Linked DNA regions of Mus musculus: regions 2, 3, 4, 5, 6 and 7 are each linked to region 1. The links are chromatin contacts, called in public Hi-C and promoter capture Hi-C maps. All regions are on one chromosome and are shown on one strand. The core of a region is the stretch at or near the end of the contact, and the rest is flanking DNA. Distances in the headings are between cores, read along the strand shown. Region 1 holds the start of Kpna3 (karyopherin (importin) alpha 3). Region 2 holds the start of Setdb2 (SET domain, bifurcated 2). Region 3 holds the start of Fdft1 (farnesyl diphosphate farnesyl transferase 1). Region 4 holds the start of Ctsb (cathepsin B). Region 5 holds the start of 2700070H01Rik (RIKEN cDNA 2700070H01 gene). Region 6 holds the start of Wdfy2 (WD repeat and FYVE domain containing 2). Region 7 holds the start of 4931440J10Rik (RIKEN cDNA 4931440J10 gene).

The links. Promoter capture Hi-C pulls out the DNA fragments that hold promoters and counts their contacts. Hi-C and Micro-C count contacts between places; a contact is called where the count stands out from the background.
Region 2: a Hi-C map of pre-B cells shows a contact between it and region 1, with 5 times the contacts expected there. The contact joins the promoter of Setdb2 here to the promoter of Kpna3 in region 1. A contact is called at or near these places in 1 of 39 promoter capture datasets (pre-B cells) and 1 of 484 Hi-C or Micro-C datasets (pre-B cells).
Region 3: a contact with region 1 is called in a promoter capture Hi-C map of neutrophils, with 7 times the contacts expected there. The contact joins the promoter of Fdft1 here to the promoter of Kpna3 in region 1. A contact is called at or near these places in 4 of 39 promoter capture datasets (liver, neutrophils and pre-B cells) and 1 of 484 Hi-C or Micro-C datasets (CD4 T cells).
Region 4: a Hi-C map of muscle stem cells shows a contact between it and region 1, with 2.7 times the contacts expected there. The contact joins the promoter of Ctsb here to the promoter of Kpna3 in region 1. A contact is called at or near these places in 1 of 39 promoter capture datasets (hippocampal neurons), 1 of 484 Hi-C or Micro-C datasets (muscle stem cells) and 1 of 115 datasets of contacts at active chromatin or transcription factors (bone marrow-derived dendritic cells).
Region 5: a promoter capture Hi-C map of hippocampal neurons shows a contact between it and region 1, with 4 times the contacts expected there. The contact joins the promoter of 2700070H01Rik here to the promoter of Kpna3 in region 1. A contact is called at or near these places in 2 of 39 promoter capture datasets (hippocampal neurons and pre-B cells).
Region 6: a contact with region 1 is called in a promoter capture Hi-C map of pre-B cells, with 10 times the contacts expected there. The contact joins the promoter of Wdfy2 here to the promoter of Kpna3 in region 1. A contact is called at or near these places in 9 of 39 promoter capture datasets (the C10 cell line, cranial neural crest, embryonic stem cells and 5 more), 4 of 484 Hi-C or Micro-C datasets (CD4 T cells, CD8 T cells, muscle stem cells and 1 more), 4 of 115 datasets of contacts at active chromatin or transcription factors (astrocytes and embryonic stem cells) and 1 of 9 other capture datasets (liver).
Region 7: a promoter capture Hi-C map of pre-B cells shows a contact between it and region 1, with 9 times the contacts expected there. The contact joins the promoter of 4931440J10Rik here to the promoter of Kpna3 in region 1. A contact is called at or near these places in 7 of 39 promoter capture datasets (the C10 cell line, embryonic stem cells, hematopoietic stem and progenitor cells and 3 more), 2 of 484 Hi-C or Micro-C datasets (CD4 T cells and embryonic stem cells) and 3 of 115 datasets of contacts at active chromatin or transcription factors (astrocytes, embryonic forebrain and large pre-B cells).

The regions. Positions count from the first base shown.
Region 1 is chr14:61,437,275-61,441,696 of GRCm38.p6, forward strand. Kpna3 (karyopherin (importin) alpha 3) reads right to left here and starts at 2,673. Exons shown (of 17, transcript NM_008466.5): 1 at 2,449-2,673. The coding sequence starts at 2,517.
Region 2 is chr14:59,439,089-59,443,510 of GRCm38.p6, forward strand. It overlaps Setdb2 (SET domain, bifurcated 2), which reads right to left and starts at 1,792. Exons shown (of 14, transcript NM_001320720.1): 1 at 1,499-1,792. Gm45935 (predicted gene, 45935) reads right to left here and starts at 1,792. Exons shown (of 24, transcript NM_001320725.1): 1 at 1,499-1,792. Cab39l (calcium binding protein 39-like) reads left to right here and starts at 1,875. Exons shown (of 11, transcript NM_026908.4): 1 at 1,875-1,930.
Region 3 is chr14:63,175,461-63,179,882 of GRCm38.p6, forward strand. It overlaps Fdft1 (farnesyl diphosphate farnesyl transferase 1), which reads right to left and starts at 2,427. Exons shown (of 8, transcript NM_001360211.1): 1 at 2,223-2,427. The coding sequence starts at 2,321.
Region 4 is chr14:63,120,506-63,124,927 of GRCm38.p6, forward strand. Ctsb (cathepsin B) reads left to right here and starts at 1,957. Exons shown (of 10, transcript NM_007798.3): 1 at 1,957-2,060.
Region 5 is chr14:63,052,775-63,057,196 of GRCm38.p6, forward strand. 2700070H01Rik (RIKEN cDNA 2700070H01 gene) reads left to right here and starts at 2,299. Exons shown (of 3, transcript NR_046019.1): 1 at 2,299-2,332; 2 at 2,993-3,178; 3 at 3,850-4,422.
Region 6 is chr14:62,835,891-62,840,312 of GRCm38.p6, forward strand. It overlaps Wdfy2 (WD repeat and FYVE domain containing 2), which reads left to right and starts at 1,800. Exons shown (of 12, transcript NM_175546.4): 1 at 1,800-2,167. The coding sequence starts at 2,031. It overlaps Gm26536 (predicted gene, 26536), which reads right to left and starts at 2,641. Exons shown (of 2, transcript NR_168886.1): 1 at 2,235-2,641; 2 at 1,011-2,130. Mir8098 (microRNA 8098) reads left to right here and starts at 1,831; the gene lies at 1,831-1,967.
Region 7 is chr14:62,758,513-62,762,934 of GRCm38.p6, forward strand. 4931440J10Rik (RIKEN cDNA 4931440J10 gene) reads left to right here and starts at 1,989. Exons shown (of 7, transcript NR_045503.1): 1 at 1,989-2,074. Ints6 (integrator complex subunit 6) reads right to left here and starts at 2,600. Exons shown (of 19, transcript NM_008715.2): 1 at 2,036-2,600; 2 at 1,654-1,731; 3 at 689-838. The coding sequence starts at 2,146.

The DNA of each region.
Region 1 (4,422 bases), core at 1,423-3,922:
CTCACTCTTTGCTCTGAATACATTTCTTAGATACCCCTACTAAGCAAAACCTTCCGAGACACTTTGCCGCAGCATACATATTCTCAGACCGACAGAGGCCATCTAGAAGACTCAGATTCACCCCTCACGTAATCATGCCTCTGTCGCACCTGTGACTGTATTTCTGTCCATCTCAAGTTTGATGCATACTTCCTGTAAGATCCACTGCTTCATTCTGTACTCAAAGCCCTCATATGAAGTTACTCTTAACAGAACATCTTAGTGGTCTCTCTCTCTCTCTGCAACCCTCATTCTACTCACAGCCTTCAGGAGAATGCTGCCTTATTTTCCTTGTAGCAGTCACTTGGCAAATGAATGCTCATATGTGACCAGCACATTACAGAAATATGGCAATTCTGTATCAAAGTATTTTTTTCTCTTGTAAAGGACAGTGCCACATTTAACTCATAAGGATTAAATGAGGCATCAAACTCTTGGTATAGCAAACCAATATTTAGTTCTTTGTGTCTGCCACAAAGAATGACCATTTGAATGCCTATTTCATGTCCTAGTTGTACTGACTTGGAAATGAAATGCTGTCAATAAAATCAAACAGAATGGCTTGGCAACTCTACTGTCTTTTTCCTGTATTCACAAGCCACTTGTTACCTTCTACTAAGCAGCAACTATCTGCTGTGGGTCTATTACATGCAGAAGTTCTTATAGGTATCAGTAAACAAACAGGACACAATACTCAAGTGAATCATGACAAAAACTTACACCAACATTCAGGAAGGGAAGAATATACAAGCAATACCGGTATCCACATAAACTATTCAAGTTTTTGCTTACAGTAATAAAAGCCTCAAGAAAAATTACTGGTGGGCCAGGGTGTGGTGGCCCATGCCTGTAATCCCAGCACTTGGGAGATCAAGGCAGGATTTATTCTCTGTGCTTAACCAGCCTGCCATGCAGTAAGGCCCTGTCTCAAAAAGAAAACAAACAAAAGGCAAGAGAGATGAGACTACACACACACACAGAAAAATTACTGGTAAAAAGAGATCAAAACTAAGTCTTATCAAAAAAAAAAAAAAAAAAAAGACTGATGGCTGTTCCATTTGCTAGGTTTCACTTTTGTTTGGAAGTAATTTTCAAAAAGAAACTTACACGTGATCAGGACAGAGATGGAAGGCCTATAGTCTCACTCAAGTGGGAATTCCACAGATATTCCCCCAGGTTTTTTCCAATTCACACTTAACTGTGTAGCCCTGAAAAATGGCCCAGCTTCCTCTGCTTCTTAGCCAAACCAAACCCTGTATTTACTAACTAGCCTCTTACCAAAAACTATTGGACTATACAAATCATATTCCCTACTATTAGAATAGAGAAAAGGGGATGGGCTTAAAACTATTTCCCCCATCAAATCCAGAGGTTGGGTCCCAGTGAAGTTTGTGCTATTACACTTCATTGGTTTTAGTAGGAGCAGTGAGACCTCTAGCGCTACCTCAATAAGCAGAGTTTGCAAATAGTAGCTGCTAATGTCACCTTAATGAGACAATGGCAACATGCTGAGTAGCAGCAAACTGAGTGACCACAATGAATGTTTACAGTTTTGCAACCACTTGGAAAATCTACTAGCTTGGTGGCATGTGGTATATACAAGGACGTAGGAATCTTATGTATCCAATTTATTTCTGCAAAACAGGTGAAAGAAATTATTTTCCTATTATTCACACTTCGACTCCAAGACGAGCTTTAAAAAAACAAAAAACAAAACACAACAAACAAACAAAAAAAAAAACCCAAGATCAGAGGTCTGCACAACCTCCTTCCCAAAGCTTCAACACAATAGATGGTAAACTATTGTCCACCTTTAGCTCGCTCTAAATGCCAGCAGTCACAGGGGTATGAGCTGCAACAGCTCGGGAAGACTGGTCCAAAGGACCGCACTGGAATATAAGAAAATGGTCTTGGCGCATCCTACCCTCCCCCATCCACCACCCTCAAACAAGTCAGTTACCCGGCTGGTCCCCACCCCCCTCTGAGGGCTGCCACCGCCCGCCTGGGCCCGGCTCGCACAAGGTAAGCGCGGGGACCGAGGCTCCATGTGCGGCAGCGCGGGAGGCTGCACCGGCTGCGGACACGAGCGGCGGCGCGGCCCGGCCCCGGCGGTGCGGGTGGCACGCGGGCCGGCAGCATCCCGGTCCGTCCTCCCGCGCGGCCCGCGGACCCCGCCTCGGCTCCACATCCCTTCCCCTCCGACGCCAGGCCGCGCCCGCGCAGCGGGGCCGAGCGCTCAGTGGTCCCAGGTGCCGCGCTAGTCGCTCAGAGGGCGGCTGCTGCCCGGGCCGCGGCGCCCCGAGGCGGCGGCCAACTCCGACTGACCGCCAGCCGGCGAGAGCCAGCGGCCGCGGCCCCCGCCCCTCCCCTCCCAGCCGCCCGGCCCGGCCGGCCCCGGAGCACACTCGCCTCCACATCGCGGCCCTTGTTCTTGAAGCTCTTGATGCGGTGGTTCTCCAAGCCGGGGTTCTCGGCCATGGCTGCGCGCGGCTCCGGAGGCGTCTGCTCCTGCGGCGGCGGCGGCGAGTCGAGCGGGAGGGGACGAAGGGGGAGGAGCGCGCGCTCCGTGACGCCTGGAGCGCGAGGTGGCCGCGGCGCGGGGGCGGCGCTGAGGAGAGGCGCGCGCCGGAGAAGGCCAGGGCGCTGGCCTGCCGGCTGTCGCGGTGACCCTGCCCTCACCCCTTCGTAGGGCCTCCCCACAGCCGCTAGTCATGTGCTAGAAATGGAGCCCGACCTAGTCGCTTTTACCGCCACCGCTGAAGCGGGGCGGAGGGCGGAAACTACAGTTCCCAGCATGCCAGGCGCGGGTCTGAGCCACGCCGTGAGAGGACGAGAAGCATGCCGGGAGGGCTGTGCGCGCGCTTTCGGCTCGGCGCTCTCTGAGCGCGGGCTCGAAGCCCCACCTCTGGGCGGGGTGGTGGGCGGGGAAACTCTGGAGATGGCACCTTGCGGCCTATCGGGAGAGAGAGGCGGAGCTTCGGGGGCGCACCTTGCTCCCTACAGCTTGGAAAATTAGAAAAAGAACGGCCACGCGTGCTTTGCGCTTTTGGCTTCTTTAGGGTCTCCTCAAATAGCAGCCACCCTCAAACCCTGTTCTTTTGCTCTGCTTCGGTTTTATAAATAGCACGCTTGTTTCCACTCCACAAATACATGTGAGTGTGATGTGTGTGTTTATGCTTGCTTCTTGCACCTCTATTAAACTCAATGAGAACAGAGACATTGTTGGTCTCAAAAATCTGTCAGATCAAAACAGTAACTAGTAAATTCTCATTAAAAAAGAAAATGTGTTCTAGTATCCCCTGATTTCTCCAAGCATCCTTGTGCAGCCTTCACTTTGGCAGCCCTACCTTTCTATGACCCCATGCCTTAGTCCACCTTAACACACAATGTAACCTTCAGGCAGTTAATCAGACCCTAGGGCTGCAGACTCCAGACTGCCATCTCCCTTTAGCTTCTCATTGGAACAATAACAGGTTTTGGTTGATTTGGGTTGGTTGGTTGTTTTGTTTTTTGTTTTGCTTTTGTTTTTACAGCAGGTGGACTTTATTTGATTATTATCTGAGACTATTACATTTCAGAATTGTCTTAATTAGGGTTTCTATTGCTGTAAAGAGACACCATGATCATGGCAACTCTTATAAAGGAAAACATTTCATTGGAGCTGGTTTACAGTTCAGAGGTTCAGTCTATTATCATCATGGCAGGAAGCTTGGAGGTATGCAGGCAGACAGTGCTAGAGAAGGAGCTGCGAGTTCTACATCTTGGTCCGCAGGCAGCAGAAAGGGACTGTGCCCCAGGAGGGACCTAGCTTGAGCATAGGAGACCCAATGCCCACCCCATAGTGTCATATTTCCTCCTAATACTGCCACTCCCTATGGGCCAAGCAATCAAACACATGAGGCTAGGAGGCCATTCCTATTCAAACCACCACAAGAATCTTCTGCCAATATAAGCTTATGTGAAGTGTTATGCTACATACGATCAAAATAAGCCAGGTCAGAGTTTGGTAGAAATATACCATAAAGAACTCAGTTAAGACAATCTTCAGAAGAAGAGGAACCTGAAAGTCAAGAGCTGGCAGCTGAAAGACCAAGCTATCACCCAAATGTGTTTTGTGAGTGGCTGGTTATGGTCAATTGATAAGTACAGAAAAGGATTTAGACCATGTTTGCCCTACTGGAGTATGGTCTACTAATGCCAGAAGTGTTTTCTCGGGGAAAAAAAAAAACGAAAACAAAAAAAAAAAAACATAAACCTGCATTTTAGTCTCCGTATTTTATTTTATTTTTTGTTTGTTTGTTTGTTTGTTTTAACTATTTTAATTGTACTCCTTACCCACTTCAACCCCACCACACCACACCCCCTTTTCCTTTCTTTTTCTTT
Region 2 (4,422 bases), core at 542-3,041, 2.0 Mb before region 1:
TAATTTATGGGGAAAATAAAGAAATGAGGTGATAATGACCAAGAATTCCTTAAAACAGGAAAGCACTCTGTTGTCCACTGAGTACCAAGTGGAATACAATTTTTCTCTTTTTCCTTTTGAGAAAGGCTCGCCTTGAACTGGTTATGATACTGAGTATAGCCTTAAACTTCTGATCCTTTTGCCTCTACCTCCTAGGCACTGGGATCAATGGCATGTGCCACCACACTGGACTTATGTAGTGCTCAGATTCCAAACCAGGGCTTTGCACAAACAAGGCACGTATTCTGACTGGGCTATGGTTCCAGCCCAGAATATGCTTGACATATACCACTAACTGTGATATGCTTCAGAACACCAAAATGTTCTTAGAAACTTGAAAATCTGTTAGCCAAAAAGAAGTATGTATCACATTGGCAATGAGACTCACCAGAAATGCAAACTGTTAAAAGGGAAACATAAGCTATACACTGTACTTCAGCCAGGCAACCTTTCCACTGTAAAATTAATACTACAGATATCCAAGTGCCACAAAGAGACATTGCCAAGCTGCCTTCCACCTTAGATTCTAGTAACTTCCACCTCAGTACACTCACTCAGCCTGACACCTCAGGAAAGGGCAGGTGGGGACAGGAGGACCAGTAGCTCAAAGCCATCCTGGTCTACTAGGCTGGACTTCCACATAGCAAACAGCAACTAAAGAAAAAGCTCTCACCAGTGTAGCTTGGAAGCTAATTTACAAAAGAAAAAAAATTGCCAAAAAAAGTTAAGGAAATTTAAAGCTTATCTTCCAAAGACAACACTAATATTTCACTGTTAGTGTACTTTTTATTTGTTTGTATGTTTTGTATTTTGAGACAACGTTTCTCTGGGTAACCCTGGCTTTCCGGGAACTCAATCCGGAGAGAACTCAAGAGATCCGCTAGTCTCTGCCTCCCCAGCCACCATCTCCCAGCTTGCCAGGAGAATTTTATTTAAATTTGGTTCTTTGCCAGTCTCAAACTTTCATCTGGCCAAACATACAGGCAACTTCATTTAGATCTAAGTTTCCTTTTTACTTGGAGGAAAAAGAAACTAAAAAAACTAAGATACCACTATCTCGTTGGTTCTTTGATAGGCATGACATAATCGGAGCGTAAGTCAGGGTCAGGCACATTTTTAACGTGTTCGTATGTTAAACAACACAACAATGGCAAAACGCCTTCTGGTGAAGAATAGAAACCTATCCTATCGTATGTGGTAGGGTATTTGGAAGAGCTAATGGTCTGTTTACCAAATCTAAGACTAAACATAAATTAATCCTCCACTTTGGTTTTCTTCACTAACATGCAAAGAACCATGTTACTACATGCCAATCATATGATCTGTCAATCATATCCCTTTCTGCAGTGACTTTATTGATCTTGGACTGTTGAGTAGTGAGTCAGTCCGTCGCTCCGAAGATACCAATCAAGTTCAACTGATAAATAATTTCATTTGTTCATGGCCAGTGTAACCTTACCTGTGGAATGGACCAGTGTCCTGAAGATCTTGTCTGTGCTCCGCTGTCTACAGCCCATGATAGCCAAATTACTCAGAAATCACCAGCCACGAAAGTGAGCGCCGCAAGACGGTGGGGGAAACGCGACTGAGAGCCCCGGCCACCCCCGCTACTGAGACAGCGGGTTGAGGCGGCCTGGCACCCCGCGCGCCTTGCACTGTCCGCACCAGAGTCTGCAGTCCCGAGGCGGCTTCACCTCAGCGGGGGAGACATCAGCCCCAAGGGAGCTCCACACAGTTTCCGCGGCCCCGCGGCGCCGGCCGGAGCGCGCGGCCTCCTGATTGGTCGGCGACTCTCTCGGTTTGTCTCGCGCGGACTGCTACGGCCAATCGGGTTCTCGGCAGCCAAGTGAGGCACTTCGCTGGAGTGGTGGCGCAGCGCTCTCTGCCCGCGGTAGGTGTGTGGCTGCGGCGAGCCTTTTCCGGCTCTGGGAGTGTGTGTGTGGAAGGAGAGTCCTCGGGGTGACAGGAGTGTTGGGAGTGAAGGGGCGACTTAACTAGCAGGGGATTCTTCTCGCCCGCCCGGAGTCTCCTCCCTGTGTTTGGGAGGCAGGCGTGGTGGTGGTGGCGGTGGCGGTGGCCCCGGCTTGGCTTTGCTGGTCATTAGAGTCTGGCGCAGGCTTTGCTTTCCTGTCTTAACCCTGATCCCTTGGTTTCCGAGAGTTGCTCAGCAGTGTTTGTGGCGCGAAGATTCCCACCGCCGACCCCTGTCATGATTAAAGGAGGCTGGCTGTAGGATTCAACACGGGAAAGCCAGTCGTGGAAGGGAGAGGGGGCTGTCTCGACCACTGGCCTCCGGGTCGATAGAGAACTTTTCTTTTTTGTCAATTGCCAGGGGCCAACTGCGGAGCCTTTGCCCTTCTCGAGAGTTCATCCTTTGACATACATGGACAGCAGGTTGTGTGAGAGTAGTTTTATTCATAAGCATGCCGCCAGCATTCATTCAATGACGTTAGAAAAAAAGAGAGAAATAAAATAAAATAAAAAGGAGAAACGGGAAGTAAACTAGTGTTTGTCATGCTCCAAATTCACTTCATGCTAGGTATACATGTAGCTCAGGCAGACCGGATCTTTCTGCCACAGGAGCGCCACACCCTTACCCCAGTTTCAAAGGTGCTGATTTTTTTTTTTTTTTGTAAATTTCTCTTTACATATTTTTAACATTATAAACTTGATTTTAAAAAAAAGTTTGCAAAAAAAAAAAAGAAAGAAAAACACATCAAAATTAACCAAACCCCAAAACAATACAACTCAAATGAATACATCTATGCAATTAAAGTTGACTTTTGGAAACGAAATTGTGAAGCTTCACATTAAATTTAACACATGTCGAATATGTTTTCTGCACCTAGTCAAAACCAACCAAACAAGAAAGCCATGACAGCTTTGTACATTTCTGGGTCTGCGATGCTATGCGGGCTGGCTTTATGGAACAGGGTATTATTTAAGGAGGGTGTTGGAGTTTGGGAAGAGCAAGACACTGTACTTTCCTCTTTCCAGTTTTCTCTTGGGGAAAAAAAAGTAGAAAAGGAAGTAGAAAGCATTCTTTTTTTTTTTATTATTTGAAAGAAGCTGCCAGATCTGAAAATCTAGCCTGTTAGAGACAAATATTTTGTGATTCACTTATAACAGTTTTGATAAACTTAACACCAGTATCTTCACTTTTTATTTTATTTCAAGGTTGAATAACTTAAGTTATTCAAGGTTAATTGGTTTGTTTTTTTGTTTGTTTGTTTGTTTTTTTGTTTTGTGTGTGTGTGTGTGTGTGTGTGTGTGTTCTTTGTGGGTTGGTTTTTTTTTTTTTTTTGGTTTTTCGAGACAGGGTTTCTCAGTGTAGCCCTGGCTGTCCTGGAACTCACTTTGTAGACCAGGCTGGCCTCGAACTCAGAAATCTACCTGCCTCTGCCTCCCGAGTGCTAGGATTAAAGCTGTGCGCAAGGTTAATTGGTGATTCCGCTGAGTTGACAATAAAGGAGGGGGATATTTTGTGACAGAAAGAACCAAACACAAACAGTGCACACACAAAAAATTGACTTTCTTACTTTACTTTTTTTTTTTTTTTTTTTTTTTTGACTTTTCAGGGTTTTTAATAGTCACATGCAGAGGTCTGGTTCATTTCAGCTCCTTCACTGCCAAACCTGGGGGTAGGGACTGCTTCAGCTTCTCTGCCTTCTCCTTGTCTGTGATAACCAGGGTCTTACTTTACTTTTTAAAGTCACAGCCCATACTAAATTTTTCTCAAACAGAAAGGGTGATTAGTCATACTTGAGTATGAGTTGGTGATCACAGTTTGTATTACTGTTACTGGTCCATAAACCCACTGACTTAATTTTCCTGTTTTCAAAAGAATTAAGAAACAGTTTGGTAAAGGGAAGTGTGTTTATTTCTAGATTAGCTGATAGCAGTGGTGGGAGAACAGTCTAAATTCCTCCTTGCTATGCCAGTGGTCTTCTTAATTTGCAGAAAGGTTTGGGATAAAGGTTAGAGCATGTGAAAATTGAGGTATAAGACAGGTCTTTAAAATGTTAAGATTTCATTGATGACTGTCACCAAAAGCATTGGTCATTTTGACCTTTAGACTTGTAAGTATTTTTAGTTGCACTGTTTATCCCCATAATGAATTTATATTGATTGAAACCAGAAAGTAAATGGTAAATGTACCAAGTTAAAAATACAGTGTACACGAAAAACCAAAAAAAAAAAAAATACAGTATACAAATTCAAATTGTCCCTCAAATGATATTTTATATGATCAATTCTTATTAAGGTATCTCTAGCCCTTTAAAAATAATTTTAAAGGGCTGAGAGTCTGGCTCATTGGTATATCATGTACTGAGCACGCAAGAGAATCCTGGGTTCAATACTCAGCACACAATTAATTAAAAT
Region 3 (4,422 bases), core at 1,177-3,676, 1.7 Mb after region 1:
TGGGTTCACCCCGTAAAAGCTCAAATGTACATCTTCTCCAGGATAGAAGTATTTAGATTTCTTAAGATTTGTAAATGAGCAATGAGATATCTTGGCAGTGGGACCCATGTCCAAACATGCAATTGTTTGTGTTTCACATATGCCTTATACACACAGCTGACAGGGAATTTTCTACAATGCTTTTTAACATATTGAAAACGACATGTCAAATACATGTACAAGGTCAAGTGTGGTGTGGAAGTGTCCACCTACGGCATCATGTCAGCACTCAAAAGAAATCTTACTAATACTGAGCCAAGCAAGTATTTATGCACAAAAGCCACAGAGGCATTTGAAAGCTCTATTTCCTTCAGGCAACCCTACAAAGGTTAAACTTGCATCCTAACTAGCAGTGATTTTCCCTCCTACTCTTGTAAATCCCCTTAGGAAAAGTCACTATTCTGCTATACTCAGGCAAAGGCACCTACCTGCCTTAGAAGGCTACATACAAGCTTCCCCAAAGCAGTCTGTTCACTAATTCATCTTCACACATTTCTGTTTTGTTTTTATTTTTCTGAGACAGGGTTTCTCTGTGTAGCCTTGGCTGTCCTGGAACTCAAACTCTGTAGACCAGGCTGGCCTTGAACTCAGAAATCCACCTGCCTCTGCCTCCCAAGTGCTGGGATTAAAGGCGTGTGCCACCATGCCCCGCTCTGTGTACCAGTTACCTTGGGTGTTTGTTTGTTTGTTTGTTTTTTGTCTTTTTGTTATTTTGTCTCCCCCCCCCACCCCCGCAGAGCTGAGGACCAAACCCAGGGCCTTGCACTTGCCTAGCAAGCGCTCTACCACTGAGCTAAATCCCCAACCCCCACACATTTCTGACAAGCTACTTTGCTCAAGGCAGTAAAGGCCTGTACATGAAGAAAAGATTATTTTCAAGCCGCTTCTAATTCAGATTTGCCAGGAGGCTGAGATGGGGATCAGAGGCAAGTGGATCTCTGAGTCACAAGGCTGGCCTGATCTACAAAGTGAGTTCCAAGACAGCCAGGGCTTACACAGTGAGACCCTGTCTTGAAAAAATAAAATTCAGAACCGAGTTAAGAGAACCCTGAAGTTGTTGCGAGACTGAAATAAAGAATCTTGCATCTGAAAGTGGCTCTGGGATCACGGGTCTAAGTTAAAGGGTGCTAGAGAAGGCAGGTAAGGAGACCTTGCAGGTCAGAATGAACTACCTGTCACTGGAGCTGTCAGGAGCTCAAGTTGGATTATAAAGCAGATTCTTGCTCTTGCTCTGATTACTTATCCGTGCAAGAATCTGGCAACTGTACCTTCTTCTCCCCTGAAACCTACTCTTGGCGTTCATTTCCTTGTGGACCCTGTCTATGCCCTTAATTACACTGCTATCCATGTTTTACCCCACAGAGTGCCCATCACTGACAGGTGTCCAGGGTCTGCTGAATGGCTGAGAGCACTTGTTAGAGCTAAATCTTAAAAAAGGGAGGATTCTGAATGAGAAAAGCAAGGGCACCAATTAAGAATACCTTTAAATAAAATACAGTGCCTGATGTTTCCAGTGAAGGGGAAACGTTTAAGTTTTTGATGTTAACTGGATGTGTCATCATGCAACAGTTACATACTTTTGTCAGAGTAAGTATTATCATAAAAGCACGCGTTTAAGAAAGGGAACAGACCAATGAAATACGAAAAAAACCAAAAAAACAAACATGTTCTGGCCTCTGGCAGCCAATAACTAGTAGGAACTTGGACACAACAAAAACCGTAGGAAGCACCCAGGAATAAAATAGTGGCTGCAGAAAGGTGAGTAAGCTTATGCGGGAGGTGATGTCTGAAAACTGGAAGGAGTGGGTGGGGCGAAGTAAGTTTCATTCCAGTGAAAATAGGCACGATAACTCCTCCAGGGTTCCTTATGTTCTCAAAATTGTTCTCAACCGTGTTCTCTTTAATCTCAATTCTGGAACGCACCCATTTAGGTAAAAATAACTCCAAGCTTAGAAGAACAAAATACGCAGCCAAACTACCAAGAAAAGCAATGGCTTGAACAGACAGAAACCTTGAAAGGCGGGGGGGGGGGGGGGGGGACATGGCCCTAGTGGGGGTGCGCGACCCAGGCAGGGATCCCGCCTTCCGTGAAGACCAGGGTGTCAGAGACCATCCATCCTCTAGAGACCTCTTGTGCGGGAAGCCGCCACAGGCCTGCGAGGGAGCAGGGATGCTCGACTTACCTGGTCCATCTTGGGTATAAAATTCCGCCGGCCTCCCATGCGGAATCGCAGCAGGTTATAGAACTCCTCCGGGTGGCCTAGACACTTGACGAACTCCATCCTTGCGACTGCTGGGCGCGGGGCTCACCTGTCGGGATCTCCCGCTCCCACCTGTGTTTAGACGCCGGGGAGTGGGCAGGGCGAGGAGGCGGGGCCAGCGCCGGACGTCCCGCCCACCTCCCGCCCTCCTCAACCGGCCGCGCCGCTCGCGCCTCCAGGCTAGGACGCGCGGAGTGGACTGACGGACGTTGATTGGCCAGAGCTGCTCGCACCAGGAAAACGTTAACCAATCGGAAGCCGGAGGAGCCTGGCGCGATGACCACACCCTAGAATTTGATTGGAGAGCTGGAAAGCAGCCAGCGAACACGATTGGTACCCAGCAGAGAGCCTTTGTTCCTGCGTGTCGTAGGCTGGCAGCGAGCGAGGCGCATGCGTGGACGTTCTGGAGTTCCGCGAAAGGCTTGAGAGCTTTGCACGATCCTAGGGACCTCGGCCTCCAGTCTGAGTTCACCTCTTGATATACCTAAGGGGTTGGCTGGCAAAGCCGAGTCAGAGTGAAAGGGTAGCAGGGACTGGAAACGCGCCTCGCGGCTTGAGAACAGATAAAACAGTCTTGCTTTCCTCCGAGGAGTTTACAGGGGCTCGAGTTTACCGGGGCTTTGCTGAGCCCCGGGAAACTCCAAGCGGGACAGCGCACAGTATTTCTCAGACTTCTCCACCCGTCTTTTGTGAGACGACATGGCGATGATTCTTGGATCCCATTTTCAAAGCTGCAAAAACAAAGGGAACTGAGCTCTTAATACCTCTCGATGTTCTAGTTGACGTGAACCAGGACTTATGTAGTGCTTGCAAAATCTGCCCGAGATTGGGCCTCCCAGGGATGTGATGGGAACAAATACCTCCTGCTCTCCCCAGTTAAGGATTGCAAGGAGCGAGGAAGGGCTCCCTCCCAGTTCTATTGGTAGTTGATGGTTGCTGGTGGAATGACTTAAAAAGTTACTAGCATAAATGATACATAAGTTTTATTATGAAGTCTTCATACACTTATATAATGTATTTTTATTACATTCCCCTTTACAGTCATAATTCTTACTGTTCCAATTAGCCTTCATTTCTACTTACACCTTTTTATTATATTTTGATGTGAGCATAAGTGTTATCACACACATACCATGTGTGGAAGTCATTTCTCTTCTTCCATTTGACTCCTGGAGATAGAACTCAGGTCATCAAGTTCGGTGGTGCCTTTGTATCACCTAAAGATAGACAAAGATTTTAAGTGGTATGTCTGCTAGTAAGTTGCCCATACTTCTGTTAGTAACCCTAATTAAACCTACTGACAGATCAAGAAGAAAAATGACTAGTTTTAAAGACAAGTTCAAGAAGAGTGGGGGCGGGAAGACGAGAGAATAATAGGGGTTGAATATGATCAGAATATATTATATACGTTATAAAATGTCATAATACAGCCCATTGTTATATATGGTGAATATGCTAGTAAAAACATATTAAAATTATTAAAATGTGCCAGTTTGGTCCTCAATGCTTGAGTCCTTCTATAGAAAACTTCTGTGTTGGAGCTTTAGTCTAAAATGGGGAATTTTAGAGATGGGAATTTCATAGGGATTATATATAAACAAGGCCACAAGGGCAGGCCTTAAAATTAATTCCAATGGAATTGGTGTCCTTAACTACAAGAAGAAAATATCAAAAAAGCCCCACCACCACCACCACCACCACACACAGTGAAGTCACAGTGTTCTAGAAGGTGTATTCCAGGGCAGAGACAACTGAATATGTCTTACTCTTAGACTTCCATCTTGAAGATCTGTGAGGAGTGAAGGATTACCTAACCACTCAGTCTTTGATTCTAATTTCCATTCAAAATATCAGTTTATTAGAAACAGCTGGAAAGTCAGACTTGGTCCCATCAGTTCCCATCAGAGTGGTAGCCAGCCCCTCCTTCTCACCCCAGCCTATGATACTCCCAGCTGTCAAAAATGGTAGCTCTTGTCAAAATGACCCATCGCAGCTGTCCTACAGCTTTAGCAAAGCACAGCTGCAGGGGATGGGTCCTCAGCCAAAGCCACCTGTTTGCCAGGAAGGACTTCCCATCCTAACCCATGGGCCTGAGGCAGGGAATTGGGGGGTGATGGTGAAA
Region 4 (4,422 bases), core at 707-3,206, 1.7 Mb after region 1:
GAAGCACTTTTGCCAGCTGAGCCATCAAACTGATGCTGCGGTCTTGAACTTTGACCTTTCTGCTTCCATCTCATAGTGAGAACCACGATGCCAGGTTTATGGAGGGCTAGGGATGGAACCCAGAACTCTAAGCATACAAGTCAGGATAACTCTACCAGTTGAACTATATTCACAGCCCTGTATGTTGGTCATTTGAGACAGGGTCTCCTGTAGCCCAGGTTGGATTTGAATGTGCTGTGTAGCTCAGATTGACCCTATAGCCCCCAAATTTCCCAAGTGTTAGGACTACGGGTTTATCTCACATGTGACTGCTTATCATTGTTTCGCTTCAGAAGCCTCTCCTTTATTAACACACTGTGATAATGCATGTGTAGCCCTCAGCTCATCTGAGGCGCTATAAAGGAAGGATTTACTACGGTCTATGTGTCCAGGGGGAAGATGATCTATGAAACACTGATGTGCAGGCTGGACTCTGCAGCTGTCTGGACAGGCTGGGGTGAGCAGGCAGTGATATGGGAATATTCTAACATTTTAAAATGAAGCCTTTTTCAGCACCACTGAAGTCAGCCCAAGCCAGGTACTTCTGGGTTCTTGTCTCTCAGTTTTGAGGAAGGAAATTCATGGACCACAGAAGGTGAGTTTTAGGAAGGTGGGAAGGACTGTAGGGAGCTGAAGGGAGAGAAAGAAGGCAAAGGTCTTGAGCAGCCCGTGGGGTCCCTGGAGGGAGTCGGATCCCATCCTGGAGCCCCCCAAAGCCTGGGGGTTAATAGGACTGTAGCCTTTAGTGGGATGGAGGCAGGAAGAAGGTTGAGCTAGCTGGTCAGTCCAGTTTTCATTCCAGGTGTTGAAGTCATTTCAGTTTGGGTCACAGCCTCAGTATGGCTTCCAGGAAAGGTCACTCCTTTGTGGAAAAGACTTGAAGACCCCCTTCCTGGCAGCCAGAGACACTTTTGGCTTAGACACTTAAACATCTCTAGCTCCTGCCAAGGGCCAGGCTCTGGGCATGTCAGAGGACATTTTGGGCTTTTAGCCAAGAAAGGCTGCTCATTTTTGTTTGGACTTTTTACCCTAAAATAAGCAGCCAGTTTCTACCTGTTGTCAGCAGCTGGGACAGCTGGCCTTGGACAGATGGCCATGGACCTGCCTTTCCGCAAGTTTTCTGAGTTCTTCCTGTATTCCACTTAACTGGGGTTCAGTAACTACACTTCCACTCCTGTCCTTAACTGGGAGCCTACCAATAGAACCTTGGAATCCACTAGATCCAAACCTTTCTTATCGTCACAAGCCTGGCTACAAGATACCATGCTGACATGAGGCCATTCCTATATTACAGGATAGACCTAAGGATTGGAGAGATCTGAGGGTGCTCGACCCTGGGGTGGGGGTGGGGGTATGCTATGACCTGTCAGATCAACTAGGTCAGCCAGCTTCTCACTGGCTAGCTTACCACACAAGATGGGGGGAGGTTCATATGGCCTGGCAGGAGTTCTGAATTTCATAACATGCCTTGGACAAAATTCATGGGGTTTTGGTTTCTCTCTTTCTTTTTAAACTAGGGATCGAACCCAGGGCCTTGGGCTTGGTAAGTAAGAGCTCTACTTCTGGGCTACAATCCCAGCCCAGTTCTAGTTTTTGGTTGCTTCCCTTGGTTTGAGTATTTCTACGCCATTATAGTCTGAGCTTCAGAATATAAGGCCAGGAGGCTCCTCCAGACATTTCCAGGTCCCCGAGCCAGCGGGGCCTTCCCGAGGAATGCATGTCACGAAGATGTTGTATCTTCCCAGTGCAGGGTACCTGCAGAGGTCCCTGGAGAGCATCTCTGTGCGAAATGGAAAGAGAGCAGACAAACCACCAGTTTCTTTTGGGTTTAACACAGCTTGCAGAGTCCCGGGATGAAGGGGGAGGGGCCGGCAGGGGCGGGGGCGCGGTCAAGCATCACGTGACGAATCAGCCCCCAGCGGAGGGCGGAGCTGCGCGGGTACTTAGGAGTGCACGGGAGAGGCCAGGAGCGGCTCCGTTTGGCTTGGTGGCTGCAGGCCCAGGCTGTCGCGCTGCGCTCGGTGAGTTTGCCCGGGGCACAGTGGCTCCATGGCGGAAGTCACTTTGGCTGGGGTCGGGGGAGCGGGCTGAGCAGCGGTGGTGGAGACAGGCCCTTCACTTGCCCAGGGCGCAGGCGCGGTTCCTCCGCGGCCCTAGATGCTGCTCGCCCTGGCGGATCGCGGTCTTAGGCTCCCGCAGGCTAGACCGGCAGAGCTCCAGCTTTCACGCTTTAGGGCCGAGCCTGGTGACCCCGCGGTGATCGGCTTCTTTCCAGTGGCCTTGGCGCACTTCAAGGGCGGAGGTGGGGACTTCGGGGAGCTCCGAGGGAGGAGCTTAAAGGGAAGGGTTCAGCTCTGGCCCTTCCAGCTCGCAGATTGCAAGTCTCAGGGGTGCTCAGGGCGAGTATCGACCTGCATCTAGTGCAGGTTTGTGGCTTATTCTAAAGAATCTGCCCCGGGAACTTTTCCACACACAAACCCACGCAGTGCCTGGCACCCTAAAAGACCTGTTCTATTGAGAATGGGAACCTGGTAGTGGGTGGCTGGGGTGGAACCTGCACGAAGAGTTAAACCGAGAAACAGGAAGAGAAGCAGAGCTAAAGGATAGGGGCTCTCCCAGAACCTTTCTCTGGAGGGGAATGGCCAATGTGATGGAGGAAAGGTACTTGCAGGACAGCCTCCTTCAGTCAGGGCCCTGCTAGCCGGGAGAGATAGCATCCTCTCCCAGAGTGCTGGGCGTGCGGACCAAGAGATAGGTAAATTGGACTTGGTCCCCTAGGGCCCAAGAGTAAAGGACTAAAACCCATCCGCACCTTACCTCCACCTAACCAGATCCCCTCACGTGTTTGGGAAGGGAGATAAATTGTGGGATTGAAAGGGAAGTTTAACTCCTTTTAGTGTCTCGGGAAGACTGATCTCCAGGTGCTTCCTGTGAGGGACTGCTGTGGAGGTATGGTCTGCAGTCCCCGGATTCAGAGTAGCATTTGCAAAATGTTGGTGAAGGTGTCATCTTTGTTCGAAGCCGTTCAGGGGACAGTTGTTTCCCATAGGCTCTGGCCATGGTGACCTAAAACTCCAGAGTCCCCAGAGCCATACCAGAGCAAGGCAATCACGGCACTTGGAAGGCTGAGGCAGGAGAATCGCTGTGCATTGGAAACCAGCCTGGGCTATGTAATGGATTCCACAACAGTGGGACTACAGAGGGAAACGGTTTCATTTCTTAATCCCTCCTTCCTTCCTTAAAAAAAAAAAAAACTCATGCTTAAAAGAAGGTGGAGGAAAATGACCTCTGCTCCTTTAAAGCCACGTGACCCAGGCCTACGGGACTGCTAGTGGGGTGGGGCGAGCCGGGCCCACGCCTGTGCTTCACCAGCCCAGGTGCCAGCAGAGATTTCCAGCATTCCCCTTGACGTTGGCCTAAATGTTTTCAGACTAGTCAGGCAGTGGAGGGTTGGCGCTCTTGGCTCCAGGTTGAAACTGTTCCCTGGAGGTGCTGGCTCAGCATTCTAGGCTACGGCCCTTTTATGGTATGGGTAGAAACCTTTAGATATAGGAGTCTCCGGTTGGCCACTGACTTTTGATGTACTGATGTAAGGAAAATATTAGCTATGTGTGAGGTGGAACTCTATGCAGTAGAACTTTTGAAAATCAAAAGGGAAACCAGGAACTTGAGTATGATTGGTGTGAAGGGTTGTGGTGGGGCCTCTAGGTAAGGTGAGGTGTACAAAGGTCTCTATTGCCTTTGCTTAGTTAACATATCCCTGCTCTGGTACTCTGCAGGAGCTGCCTACGGAAGGGTGGGAGAAGGATCAATCTGGAGTCCTTTTGTTGCTTATTTTCCACCCAGCACTGAACATGGTGGAAGTTCTAGGGGTGGAGTTCTGCCTCCCTCGCACTGATATCCAACCCAGAGCCTCGTGCATCCTAATCATGCAGTCTGCCACTCTATCATACCCAGCCAGCTTTAACCAGTCTCCTCCCTCCGCTAGCCCTCTCAGTTTTTTGAGGCAGGTTTTACCCTACTGTAGGACAGTTTTGCCTCAACCTCCTGAATGCTAGGGTTACAAACAATAGCTAATGCTCCTGGGTTAGGCCATATTTTTATTTTATTTTATTTATTTATTTATTTATTTATTTGTTTATTTATTTATTTTGAGAACAGGGGTGTGTAGTAGTTGTGGCTAGCCTGGAACTAACTGGCTATGTAGACCAGGATGGCCGGGGCATGATGGGGTACACAAACTCAGAGATAAATCTGCCTCTGCCTCCCCCGTGCTGGGATTAACTGGGATTAAAACCGTGGGCCACCACCTAGCAATCCTTTCATTTTTACCTTCAAGCCTGAACCCCCCTTCCTGCAGACCTGAGGCCTTCCAGGCTCAGG
Region 5 (4,422 bases), core at 1,049-3,548, 1.6 Mb after region 1:
ACCCATTACAGATGGTTGTGAGCCACCATGTGGTTGCTGGGAATTGAACTCAGGACCTCTGAAAGAACAGTCAGTGTTCTTAACCACTGAGCCATCTCTTCAGTCCCCCAAATTCATTTCTTAATGACTCACACAATATTTCTAATCTTCGAAACACCCAGCTAGATCATCAGATATTCCTCATTCAGAGTTGGGTCACATAACCACCATCCAAAAGACAGTGAGGCGAATCAAAATGTCCCCATGTTCGACTCACCTGCACAGATAAACAAACAAACAAACAAACAAACCTCTTCTCAACAGTAAACAACAAAAGACAACACATAGAACAAGGGTAACAAGGAACAGGCCAACACCTGTGAAGATGGCTTTAAACTTTGAAGAAGGAATCAATAAAAGATGTTCAAGGATGCAAAGATAAAGACATCTAATACAGCATCCTGGTCACCTCCTTCCTGTCAACTTTAAATATGAGTGTAATCCCACAAAATCTTTGAATCACGCAGACTGAACCTCAAGCTCCTTAATAAAGTTTTTAAATAAGATTGTCATCAGAAATTCAGAAGATGAGGAGTCCGCCTAAGTCTCCTCCTAGATATCCAAGCCTTAACCAAGGAAGCCGATAACAGGACGTGACCAGCTGCATTGACAAGCAGCAGAGGAAAGACAAGGACCTTTCAATTAATAGGACCAACAACAAGTCATTCGGTCAGTAGGGACAACAATACATTGTTCATTAATTAGGGATGCCGCTCTGAAATAATAAGGCTGGTGGCTCATGCAGACCTTATCCCAGAATAAACTCAAAATGAATCAGAGATAGGAAATTATAAAGAGGGAGCCATAGGATTGCTTTATCATCATTTTACCTGAAATAGAGCACAAATGGCATTTTAGGAACTAGTAGGCTACATCAAGTGAATCGTTCTTCCCATGGAAAAGGCAAGAGGGAAAATAACCAGAAACACAACAAATAATAAATTCTTAGAAGCTGGTTAAAAGTTTCAAGTAAAATCTTTCAAATGTTAATTTTAGAAAGTCCTTGAGATTACTTCTATGAAGATATGATGTGTGTGTGTGTGTGCATTTGCATGTGTGTATGTTCGAGTGAAATGTGGGTGGTGTGTGCATGCATGTGCGTGTGTCTGTGTGTGTGTTGTGCATGTGCATGCTACAACCCATGTGTGGAGGTCAGGAGACAGCTTTGTCGAGTTGGTTTCTTTTTTTCCCTTCCCTTCTCTCTTTGTACATAGGTTCTAGGAGTGGCGCAGAGATGACCCTGAGCTGTCTCACTAGCCCAATATTGGAGTGCTTTTAAATGGAACACACCCAAGCTAAAAAAAAACCTTCTGCTACTCACAACGCAGCATTGTAGGCAACCTCCCAGACAAAACAATGGGGAAGAGAAGCTGGGCGCAACAGTAACCCCACGGACTGCCACTCACTTGAATTTTAAGAACATGGCACTGTGTCCAAAGCAGGGAAGGGGCTGTTTCTGGTGGGTGAGTGAGGAGGAAGAGGATGAAGAAAGTGTTGAGAACACTCTGGGAACCTGTATATGAACCCAAACATTTTAAGAGCCCCTCAATCCACTTGCACACAGAAGACCTGTCATCCACAATATTTCTTAATGAGTTCTTGGGCCTCATAGACACATTGGGAGCTTTTAATCAGTGAGTGGAGCTAGGAAGTGGGTCACATCATCCCAGAAAAAAAAAAAAAAAAAGTAACTAACAAGCTTTCCTGGGTAGCCTCTGAAAACCCCAAAGAGCTGGAAAGGCCTCCTAGGATAACAACAAATGCTGGAAGTGTTTCAGAATAGCAGCACAGATGTCCGGGGGAGCATAATTGTTCCTTCTGCGTGTGGTAGGCTAGTTCAGGGTCCAGTCAGAGCTCACCAGACCCCTGAGAGAACCAGGAAAGAGGCTAGCCCAGCCTTTCAGTTGAGCTCCCATTTTCTCTTCCAGACCTCAAGCATGGGCTGCCTGGCCACTCCCTGCCCTCTGAGTCTCTTCTCATCATTCTCAGAATGAGGCACTGTCCAGACAAGACCCAGGCTGTCCACCCTGTGGCGCCAGCAAGCGGAGAGCAGACAGCAGGGCCCCTGCCTCCACCACCTCCCTTCCCCTGGCACCAAAACAAATGACCTCATCTGAGGAACCAGCTCCTATCAGCCACCAGCCTCCCTCCAGGCCAGCAGAGGGATCAACGGGAGGGGAGGAGGCTGGCCCTGGGCTCTGCCTACTTTGGCACAGACCTGGTTCTGCGGAGCATCAGCTGCCGCCTTTAAATCAGGGAGGCTTCGGCTTTGTTCTTGGGTCCTGGATACTGGGTGAGCCCTACTCCTGCATGTAGCCCCCCCCCCCCCCCCGACGTCTCCCTCTGTGCTATCCTTGGGTACACATAACTACAAAGGACAGCCACCACACAAATAGCCAACGAAGGACTGAGGAGGCTCTGTGTATGCATGTGTGCATGCATGCATGCTTGCATGCGTGTGTGCTTGTGAACAGCCTCAGGTATTCATTCTTGGTTTTAGACACTACTCAGTGGCCTGGAACTCAGCAAGAAGGCTACACTGGCTGGCCACCAAGCCCAGGGATCCACTGCCTCTGCCTTCCAGGGGCTAGGGTTGCACACATATACACCACCTGACTTTTTGTGGTTATCATGGTTTTGGTTTGTATTGATTGATTGATTGGTTGGTTGATTGCACGGATGATTCTGGAGAGTCCACAGTGCCTTTACTCTGTGCAAGAGAGTCATTTCACCCAGTCCAGAAATGGAAGTCTAGGATTCTAACTGTGCCAGGGCCCCATCACCCCCTGTTCTGCCCTGGCACTGCAGTGGTGTGGTAGAGGCCTCCTATAGGTGATGGGGTGGCAGCCATGTCCCACCAGATGATGTGACTGACATGGTGGCTTTGATATCAGTATCTTTTTCCAATCTGGTTCAGCATTTAATGATGGTGCTCATGATGTTGTCTACCCAGGGGCAGACTCTCGAGACTTCCACAACATGTGACCTTCAGCAAAGTCTTAGAACACTTCTAGACCTCAGCAAGTAACCTACGAGAGGCGGTTATGACTGGTCCTGTCTTCAAGCTAGGCTGCAAGAGTCAAGTGGCAACTGAATCAGTGCATCATGCCCAGCATGGAGGAAGCCATCAGTCATCCTGGTCAGTTATCAAGATCCACAGGGTGGTGGCCTCGGAAAGTGTGCGGCTCCATCTGACTTCTCTATCCCAGTCAGTCTGACTGCACCTCCTGTTGAGTGTGTGAATAGGGGCCCAGTGACCTTCCCAAAGGTGGCTGGCATCCCTGTATGCTGGATCGCAGGACCCATTTTGGTCTTTCTGTCCTTGCCCAGGCTAGTATACACAGTGATTATGTATGCATTGCAAGCACCTTATTATTAGAAGAGAGCAGGGGTGTGGCTAAATCGGTAGAGTGCTTGCCTAGCACACAGGAAACCCTGGGTTCCATTCTCAGCACTGCATAAACGGTGCTGCTCAGTGCTGTAATCCCAGCACTCAGGAGATGGAGGCAGGGGAATCAAGTAAGTTCAGGCTAGCCTGGGATAGCTGAGACTAAAAAGAGGGGGGGCGGGGTGGAGGAGAAAGTGGAAAAAGAAGAGAGAAGGAGGAGAGAAAGGACTAGAGAAAGTAATCGTTAGACAAGAGGTGGATTTTGTTCAGCATCAGGGAAGACCTGTATCAGGTCTCTCTCCCCTGGAGGGCAGCAGATGAAGAAGTGCTACCTTGGATGTTCCCCTAAGTAAACAGAGTCCCCAGCCATTCAGCCCCAGTGTCTGCAGAGACCCCAGCACAGTGACGTCTCTTCTCCACAGGGATCACCATTGGTTGGCCTCTGCACCATGGGATAGATGATCGGACACTAACCTGAGGCAGAAGGAAGGGCCCTGGAGGATCTCTGTCACTCCCCAGAGCCTGCACTCTTACCAGCTCCTGAATGCCCACAGGGGCTTCCTGTGATTTTTGCCATGCTTCGCTTCTGTATCCTGCCTTCAGCAGGTACTACCCTCCCCCACCATCATACTCTGCTGGGGAAGGGATTGCTGAGAACAGCAATCGCCCAAGGACACACAACTACTGTACATGCTAAGTGTTCTGCCCTTATAGAAATACAAGGAAAAGAAACCCTCTTAATGTTTCCCCTCCACTATCCGTATGTGTCTTGGGGTTGTACTGTGTTAGAATGTTAGATTTTCACAACTGCTTTTTGAATTGCTGACTTGGGTTACGCTAAAAAAAAAGAAAGAAAGAAAAAAGAAAAAAAGTGGGTGTTTTAGTCATCATCCTATTGCTGTAGAGAGAGACCCATGACTACAACAACTCTTATAAAAAGAAGCATTTGCTGGGCGTGGTGGCGCATGCCTTTAATCCCAGCACTCAGGAGGCAG
Region 6 (4,422 bases), core at 550-3,049, 1.4 Mb after region 1:
CAGAAACCACATGGTGGCTCACAATTATCTGTGGTGAGATCGGATGCCCTCTTCTGGTCTGTCTGAAGATAGCTACAGTGTACTTACATATAATAAGTAAATAAATCTTTAAAAGAAAAAGACGTTTATTTAAAAAAAAATAGCCTTGGTAGTAGGTTATAAAAGATGGTTTAGCAACTAAGATTACTTGTTAGAGGACCTGGGTTTAAATCCAAGCACCCATATTGTAGCTCACAATAGGTTGTAAATACAGTTTCAGGGGGTCCACTTCTTCTGACCTTGCTGGGCTCCCGCACACATGCGGTACACATATTGGCACTCAGGCACACACACACACACACACACACACACACACACACACACACACAAACACAAACACACTATAAAATAAAGAAAAAATAGTTCTCTTGGGCCTGTAGAGATGACTTAGCAGTTAAGAGAACTGGACACTCTTCCAGAACTACATTTGACTCACAGCACCCACTTAGAGCTCACAACTTTCCATAACTCCAGTTCCAGGGATCCAGGCACACACCTGGCGAACAGACATACATGAACGGAAGACAGCCTTCTGACTGCTTTATTCCTTTCTCTCTCAATTCTGTACAAACACTAGTCTGATTATTTCACGTAAGTGGAATCATAAAATAAACGGTCCTCTATGATTAGTTCCTTTCATTTAGCATTTTGCTTTCAAGGTTCGCCTTGCTTTGCTATGCTAATGGAAATCACAGATATCTAGTACCCCACCGTTTCTTTTGGACCTGACAGTAGCAATGTTTATCCTTTGAAGCAATACTACATTCCCCCCCCCCCAAAAGAGACTGTTTTACATCCCCACCTGAATTGTAAAGGAGTTCCAATTTCCCCATAGCCCAGTCAACATTTTATTCTCCTTATTACAGTCATTCTATATTATATTGTGATTGTATTTATTAACTGTCCGTTGTCACTGGAAAAGCAAAAATGTTCAATTGCTAGGGATTGGAAACAAGACTGGACAAAAAGACTTAGGTTCAAGTGTGAGTCCTTTATTCATAATACAAAGAGAAGATTGATACCATGATCTCTAAACTCCCTCAAAGAAGCTTGTATGAGAGTCTCTTCTTCCTCTACCCTCATATCTCACTAAAACCGGTGGCAGTGTGACCCCGAGAGAAGTCTTGCTCAGCAGGGCTTGCTCTTTAGTTCTCCCTCTTAGATACTACACTATTTCTGCCTCTGACTTGGGCAATAACCCACAGAAGGCGCAGAGTTTCGTTTGCCCACATCTCTCCTGGGCTGAGAAGTGGGCGTTACTGCTTTCTAGAACAAGGACGTCGAGGATGGAGGAAACTACAACCCCCAAGAGTCCACGCGGTGCTGGCAAGAGCCGTTTCTCTACGGCCGACAGCACAGCGCCCTCTCCGGTGTGTTATTGTTAAAACTTAGCGGTGAGTCATCTGCGCGCATGCACACTCACGTCCCAACTAGTTTAGCCTCTATCCTTCCTGCAGGCGCTTTTCCGGTGCGGCTGACGTAGGCTTTTCCCCGCCCCCAGAGTCTGGAGAGGGTGGGGCTCTGGGCACGCGCATTCACAGATTTTTTTTTTTATGAGGGAGGGGACAAAGCTTTGGGTGTGGAAGGGAAAGTAAAGGACTGCGGGGCGCATGCGTCCTGACAGCACTGCGGGCCTCGGTTACTTACGGGCGGCGGGGCGGAAGTGGCTCCTGGACTGACGCACGCGCATTGGCTGCTAGTGCCCATCCTCCGGAAGTGGGTTGGCCGCCTTGCGACAGGGCCCCGCCCCGCCCCGCCCCCTGCTCCCCGCCCCCTACTCTCTTAGGTGGCGCCGGCTTGCGGCTAGTGTGGCGGCGGTGTTGGTTTTGGAAGCCAGAGCGGGCACATTCCCTGGACAGGCGGCAGGGCTATGGTCGCTGGCTCCCAAAGGCCCGCTCCGCTTCGCAGCCCGATCCTGAGCGCAAGCCTGAGCGTTCTCTTCAGCCAAGTCCCCCGGCGCGTTCGGCTGCTCCCCGGGCGCGCCCCCTCCGATGGCGGCGGAGATCCAGCCCCAGCCACTGACCCGCAAGCCGATCCTGCTGCAGCGGGTCGAGGGGTCGCAGGAGGTGGTCAACATGGCGGTGATTGTACCTAAAGAAGAGGGTGTCATCAGCGTCTCGGAGGACAGGTACTGACTGCTTGTCCCCGTGCCGCGCGGAGGTCCGGCCCTGGCTTGGTGGGAGGGTAGACCGCACCTACTGGTTCAGTTCCCAGCGCGGTGGCCTTGGCCTCAGCAACTGGTCCCTGGCGGAGTCCGAGTGGCCCTTGGGTTAACAGTGCAGGAGACACCAGACCTGGTCCAGTTTTGGGGATGGGAAGGGCAGAGGGAGAAGCCGCCCAGCTTTGCAGGTGTTTTAGCTTAAAGGACCCTCCATGCACCGGGATGATTTGGAGGCGCTGCTAGTTGGTCCATTGTTTGGTTACCCAAACGAGAAAGGGAACGTATTTTCTTTCTTCTATACGGTTCACCGAATCTGTGTATCTCCAGGACATCTTTCACCGAACCCAAGGACTTATTAAATTGTGAAGAGAGTAACTTTGGGCTTCTGCGTGTGGCGCCTTCCTTTCCTAAAAGTTTATGTCTTGGAGCTCAAGGGGAAGTGACTGGAAGTTGCAAGGGATCACTTTTGCAGACAACTGCTTGAGTTCCTTCCCTTTGCCTACTTCCTTTCCAAGATTGCTTAATTAGCAGAAGTAGCTCTGGTTCTGCCTTCAGGATTCCCCTTTTGCGCTGTGTTTTTGATTTCCAGAGGAATGCCGCTTGAATATAGGGGATAGGGTAAGATATCTGAAATTACTATTTGGGTAATATCTACAAGCATTTTAAAATCAGTTGTAGCGTGGCAGAGGTATGTAACTGTCTGGGTTCTTAGCTTCAGACAGGCAGTTAGGTTTTCTTATTATAAGTTAGTATCATGCCGAGGTAGAGTTATTCTGTGACTCTTAAAATTGCAAAGATAAAGCAAAAAGTGCTCACTTAAAAAAAAATCGTTTCAGCACCTAATGTAAATTCAAACATTTTTTACTTGATTTGTTTCTTAGGTTCTTGAATATAAAGGAAGAGTGTATTGCATGTGTATATTGCATATCGACCTCTGCATCATTCTTGATATGCATGGCGCCTACTTCATTTCCTATGCAGATCTGTGGGGAAACATTGCGAACATATGCTAATGGCAGTCAGTCCAGGAAGAACTGAAGAAACTGAGTGACGTGGATGTGGGAGCCGTTAGAGATTCATAAAGAAGTCTTATGACAGTGTTTAATTTTTTCCTTTGGTGCAACATGCTTAGACTGCATTAGACTGTTTCTGGGCTTAAAATTTGTCATCAAAGGATTATCTTTCTGGAATATTTTCTATAAAATATATTGAAGGAATATGTTGATAACTTCCCCTTTCCATTACTAGAGATGAGATTGATTCCCGATTTGTAAGCAATTCTTTAGTTCATTAAACTCAATCGGAGGAGGAGGAGAAAGGTTGTCCAGACCTCAGCTCCATGCTATTAGTTTAGAAACGTCTGATTCCCATTTCAATGTATTTTCCTTGAAGGAAACAACTTTAGTGGAGGTAATGTTCCATGTCTAGAGAAGCTAAAGTATATGTGCAGAAAAGTGAAGAGCACGTCTCGGTTCATCGTCGCACAAAGGAAGTGCAGTGCCTAATGATCTCTCACTTCCCTGGTTTGCAGTGTACATAACAGAATTTGTCTTACTGTGGAGTTACCGGGAATCGGGCCCCTGCAGTAATGCTGGGTCCTTGTCTCTGTAAATTTTGTTACTCAGGTTGACAAGTCTCTGCTTCTTCGGGTCAATCAACCATGAATGTAGCTGTTTTAAGGCAGTTTTAGATATGGCTTGCCCTAAAAGAAAGAATTGATCTGTGTTCTTACTTTTCAAAGGCAATGTTAGTGCCGCTTGATATAATGCTAAAGATAGGAAGATGGAGTATTGATTTTCATCAACACTTGCAAAACCATTACCATTAGCTGCTTTGCCAGTTCGTTACTGAACCATGAGGGTCAGCTACAAATAGTGCGCTGTAGCATTTTACTTAGGAAATCCTAGTTCCCTTTCTCCGTTCAGACTCATTGGAGCCTTTATCTGCACCTTTGAGAAAGCTTAATATTTTTGTTTTAAGCAGTGATATACCTATGTTATGTCTGTTTTGTCTTCTGTGAGGCCTCTAGGAAGCGTTGTGTCCTTTACTGACTAAGGAGCTACATAGTACCTGGCACACAGGAGTCCCTCATTACTTGTTTTATCAGTGACTGATGTAGGACCTCCCTCCACCCCATTTCTAAGAATCCAGTACTTAACTATTCTGGATTCATTGATGTTTGCTGAGTGAGTATTTGGATGACTTGTGAAAACCTTATGTAG
Region 7 (4,422 bases), core at 739-3,238, 1.3 Mb after region 1:
GCAATGTCCTAAGTTAGTAACATTGGTCAATGACTGTTGTGACTTAAAGCTCTTGTCCCATCCTCACAGATGAAAAAAGCAACCTTAGGGAGCTTCAGGAAGACAGGCAAATTTTCATGTTTTGCAGAAAACATCTTCCCAAGGGTTTAGAATTTTTAAACTTTAGAACTTCTGAATCTGTCATTGATTTCAAGCTTCGTACTGAATGCAGTCAACCAGTTACTGCACACCACTGAAAACTCTTGCCTGAGTTTACAATCGAGGTTAAGCTAAACCCTTGTCTAAAAATCATTTCTTCCAATATCTTTATAATATAGAAGCAACTACGAAGTCAGCTAATGGCTGTGGCCCATTCAATGGTTGCATATGTGCCTACAGGAAACTCAGACTGATACATTGAGGCAGGACACCTTCCCTTTTATGTCTTTTTTATGAACTCTGAGGGACTGAAACCAAATGTGTGTCAACTTTCTAGCCAAGAATTCAGATTTGAATTCTGAATGCAAATACATTTAAAGGGGCGTGGGGGATATGCGGCCATAATACCTTAGATGTTTTGAACGGTGTGCACTGTTGTTCAACCTCCAATGTTTTATACTTGCATTCCATGTTACATACTTTTGGACTGGATTGTGGTTTTGTACACAAAAATAAAAACAACTCTTTTCTACCTTAGTATTCAACCTACCTGCCCATAGTTGTCTATGCCAGTTACTAATCTATTTAAATTTAACAAATCAAAAGCTGTCCTTAGGGATTGGCCAAGAGTCGTAAGTCCTTCTGCCTGAAGGTTTTTCAGTTCATTCATAAACGTTGCATGGTTTTCTTTCCATCCAGCCTGAAAAGAAAGATGTAAGATTTTTTTTTTTATCATTTGAAGTCATGTACACACATGGACACCGATTACAATGTGATGTCCACCAAGTAGGTATTCCATTTCAGGTTTGCATATTTAACTTCACTTTTGCTTGATATGGCTTGGGGAATGTGTTATAACTGTTGTCTCTGGTGAGGAAACTCTTCCAAAGGTGGCCAAGAATGAACCTGCTTGCCCTACACCTTTTGTTAAGTTAACAACCGTCTTAATACTTTAATAACTTCACTGGGAAATTTGCTAACATAACATCCTCCAAATTGTGTGCAAGGGACGGGTGTTGCGACGGTGCTAGTGGGAGGCAGATGGCAGCAGGACTTCTTAAGTTGACCACAGCTGTCCCACCGATCGGTGGCCTTCCTAGTTCCACTCTGTGATGACCAAGTCTCGAAGCCCCCCTCCAGGCTTCCCTGCCAGCTTTGGCTGATTCCCTTTTAATGCAAACCCGGGCTAGGCAAGGCTGGGCCCCGCTGTCACTCGGGCTAACTTGAATAAATATCCCCCACAGTTCATTGCTGCCGCTCACGCCGCGGAGGGGAAATGTCGGCCATGTTGATCGTAGCGCCTCCGCCGCCAGGCCGAGCAGGACCCGGAGGGGACGGCGGTGGGCCAGAAACTGCCACCTCGCTGACGCTCCCGGGCTGGGGAGGGGTGGGAGGCCGCGGGGAAGGGACCTGGAGGCGGGAGCGGCCGTGGGGGAGGGGAGCATAATGAAGAGGGGGCGGGGAGGGCGAGCTAGGCAGGATCAGGGAAGGGAGGGGGAGGGCGAGGGCTGTTACCTTGATAGCATAGGGCGGCTCTTCGAAAGTGACCAGCATATACCTGTCTCCTCTGCTGGCAGGGTCCCGGGCACGGAGCTGCGGGCCAGGGTGGGGACGGGCGGGAGAGAGGGAAACACAGAGGCGAGGTTACCAGTCGCAGAAGGGTCGCTGGCCGCCCCCACAGTACCGCACACGCAGGGCCGTCCCTCCGCCGCCCCCCGCACCCACAGCAGCCCCACATGGGCCAGGCCCAGCAGAGCCCGCTCCCAGCGCCCGCCCGCCCGCGCGGTGGGGGAGGGGTCCCCGCGCCCGCGGAGCCCGCAGTAAACCCGCTGCCCCCCGCCCTGCCCCCCGCGGGCCACCGGGTCCGGGTCACCACCGGGGCTGGGTTAGTCGGTACCTTCATGAAGGTCTCTACCGCGCCTTTGGCCGTGTCCAGGTAGGTGGTGCCCAGATGGCTGCGCTGGTTCATAGAGGCAGACGTGTCTATCAGGAACAGTAAGATGGGCATAGTGCTGGCCGGGGACACCGGGGCCCGAGGTGGTGAAGAGATGGCAGAGGTGGAAGCACCGGCGGCGGCGGCGGCAACCGCCGATACGCGGGGCGGGGAACGCGGCCCCCGGGAGGAAAACACCAGCTATGGGGAGTTTCTCCCCCGATAGTTGAGAGGAAACTCCCCAGCCCAGGTCCTCCCGGCCGTACCCCCGCCTCCGGCCTGCCTGCCCGCTGGGGCGGCCGCGCGGCCGTCTGTCCGTCCGTCCCCCCCGGCCTGGGGGTCCCGTCCCCACTCCCGGACCCTGTGTGTGTCCCCGCGGGAGACGGGCCCAGTTCCCCACCCCACCCCCAGTGCAGGGAGTGGGGACCAGGGATCTGGCGAAGAGGGGAGTGGGCTGAGGGGAGATTGGCCCTGGGGCTGTTGAGAGAAGTTTGAGAGACTCCCTCCGCACCCCAGCGGTGTCACCACTTTCTCAGCCCCTCTCGCTACTGAAGCGCTTTTCTCTCTCACACTCCGGTTTTAACTCGGGCAGGGGCTACGTAGGCTCCGCCCCTGACACGTACTCGGGTCATGTGATCCACAGGCCCACTGCCCTATTGGCTGGTCCTTACAGCCTCATTAGCATATTCAAACAGCTCAGGGGCGGGGGAAGCCTGCAGGCCGACCGAGAGGACAGTTATTGAGCACGCGCGGAGGCGGGGCAGCGGGTGCACGCTAGAGCCAGCGCGCAAGGGGCGGCGGGCGGCCCGAAGCCCGCAGCCGGGAGGCGGGCTTCGGGAAGGGGCGGGGACAGGCCGCGGAAGCACCGCGGGTTGGGGCGGGGACTGCGTCGGCGCGCGGAGGGCGGGCAGCGGCCCTAGGCGTGTGTGTCAAGGCGGCCGGCCTTTTGGCTGTGCGCGGTGACAGGGTCGGGAGAAGGGAAGTGGAAGCCGCCCCCAACCTGTGGGTGAGGGCCCTGCGTCGCGATTTGAGAACGCAGGGCCAAGAAGGGTGAACGGACGAAGAATACGGGAGCGCGCAGGCCCACGCGGCTGCAGCAGGCCGGGCCTTGGGGCGGCCCGGAGGGGGCGGGGGAGGGGAAGTGAGAGGTTGTTTATGACCTGGTATTAATCCCCGCCGGTCTTTCGGCTCCGGCTCTAGCCGGTCAGAGGATCCACCGAAAAGGAAGCCAGCCCTGGAGTGCCTCACCCAACCCTGCAAACCCGAAGCGGAACTCAGATGTGGACTAGTAAAGCAACTGTCCTCTCCAACCTAGTTCTCTCTTCAAATCGTGTTAAGGCACTAGACTAGATTAAGAAATGAAAGGGGGGCCTTCCAAATCCTAATCCACTGCCCTCGTTTTAAAAGTGAAAAGGGATGACCACGTTGCGCAGGTGACCCAGAGAATAGATAGGTTCCTGGGAAACCCGCCTCTCAAGTCTTTGCCAGTGTTGTGTCGGAAAACATTCTCAACCCCTGTCATATTAAGTCTTCAGTCTGCACCTGCAAGTCCGGAGAATTGTTCTCAAATGTAGTTGGGAAACTGCAAGACCCGCTGCCTGAAATATGAGTTGAATTCGGAACATTGAGGCCTTTTAAGAGTCGGTATTTGTAGGGCTTCTCCCACTGGCCCTGCATTTCCGGATTTTCTCTGCTGAAATTCTGGCCTGCTGGGCATCTGTAGTGACATGCTTGTGGCGCTTTTTTAAAATCAGGCTTTGTTGTTTGGGCTTTTCCTAATATTTCAAAAACAAAAGCCTCAGAACGTTGTTTAACTTATTATCAGTAAATAGTAGCATACTGTTCTATGGGAATAAACCATAGTACAGGCATGAGTTTATTAGAGAGTAAGACTATTAACTGATTAAATAACAACCAGGATGTGCTGCAGGCTAGTTATGCCTGGGGCTGGTAGAAATTAATATATGAATTGTGGTCCCTGTCTTCAAAGAGTTTGCAGTATTCGAAGAAAATATAAAAACGTTGAAAATCAGAAAATGATTATTGTAATTCGGGAAGAAAAAAACAATCCCTTAAATGGAGGGTGATAGGAATAGTTTCCAAGGTTTGTGTTTGTTGCTTAAGACTTCAGATCTCAAGAAGATCCTAATAAGAGATCAGTGACAATACAGAGTTGTTTTTGCAGCTCTGACATTTTTCTTTCCGTGTTAGTGCATAATTTTCAGAGAATTCGTCTCCCTTCTGGCCATGGCCTCTCAAATGTGTGTGAGTCCTGCCTGTCTGAAAACAGGCCATAATAATGTCTACTTCCTGTGTATTGTGGAATAGTATGAGCCCAATATGAGTTAAAG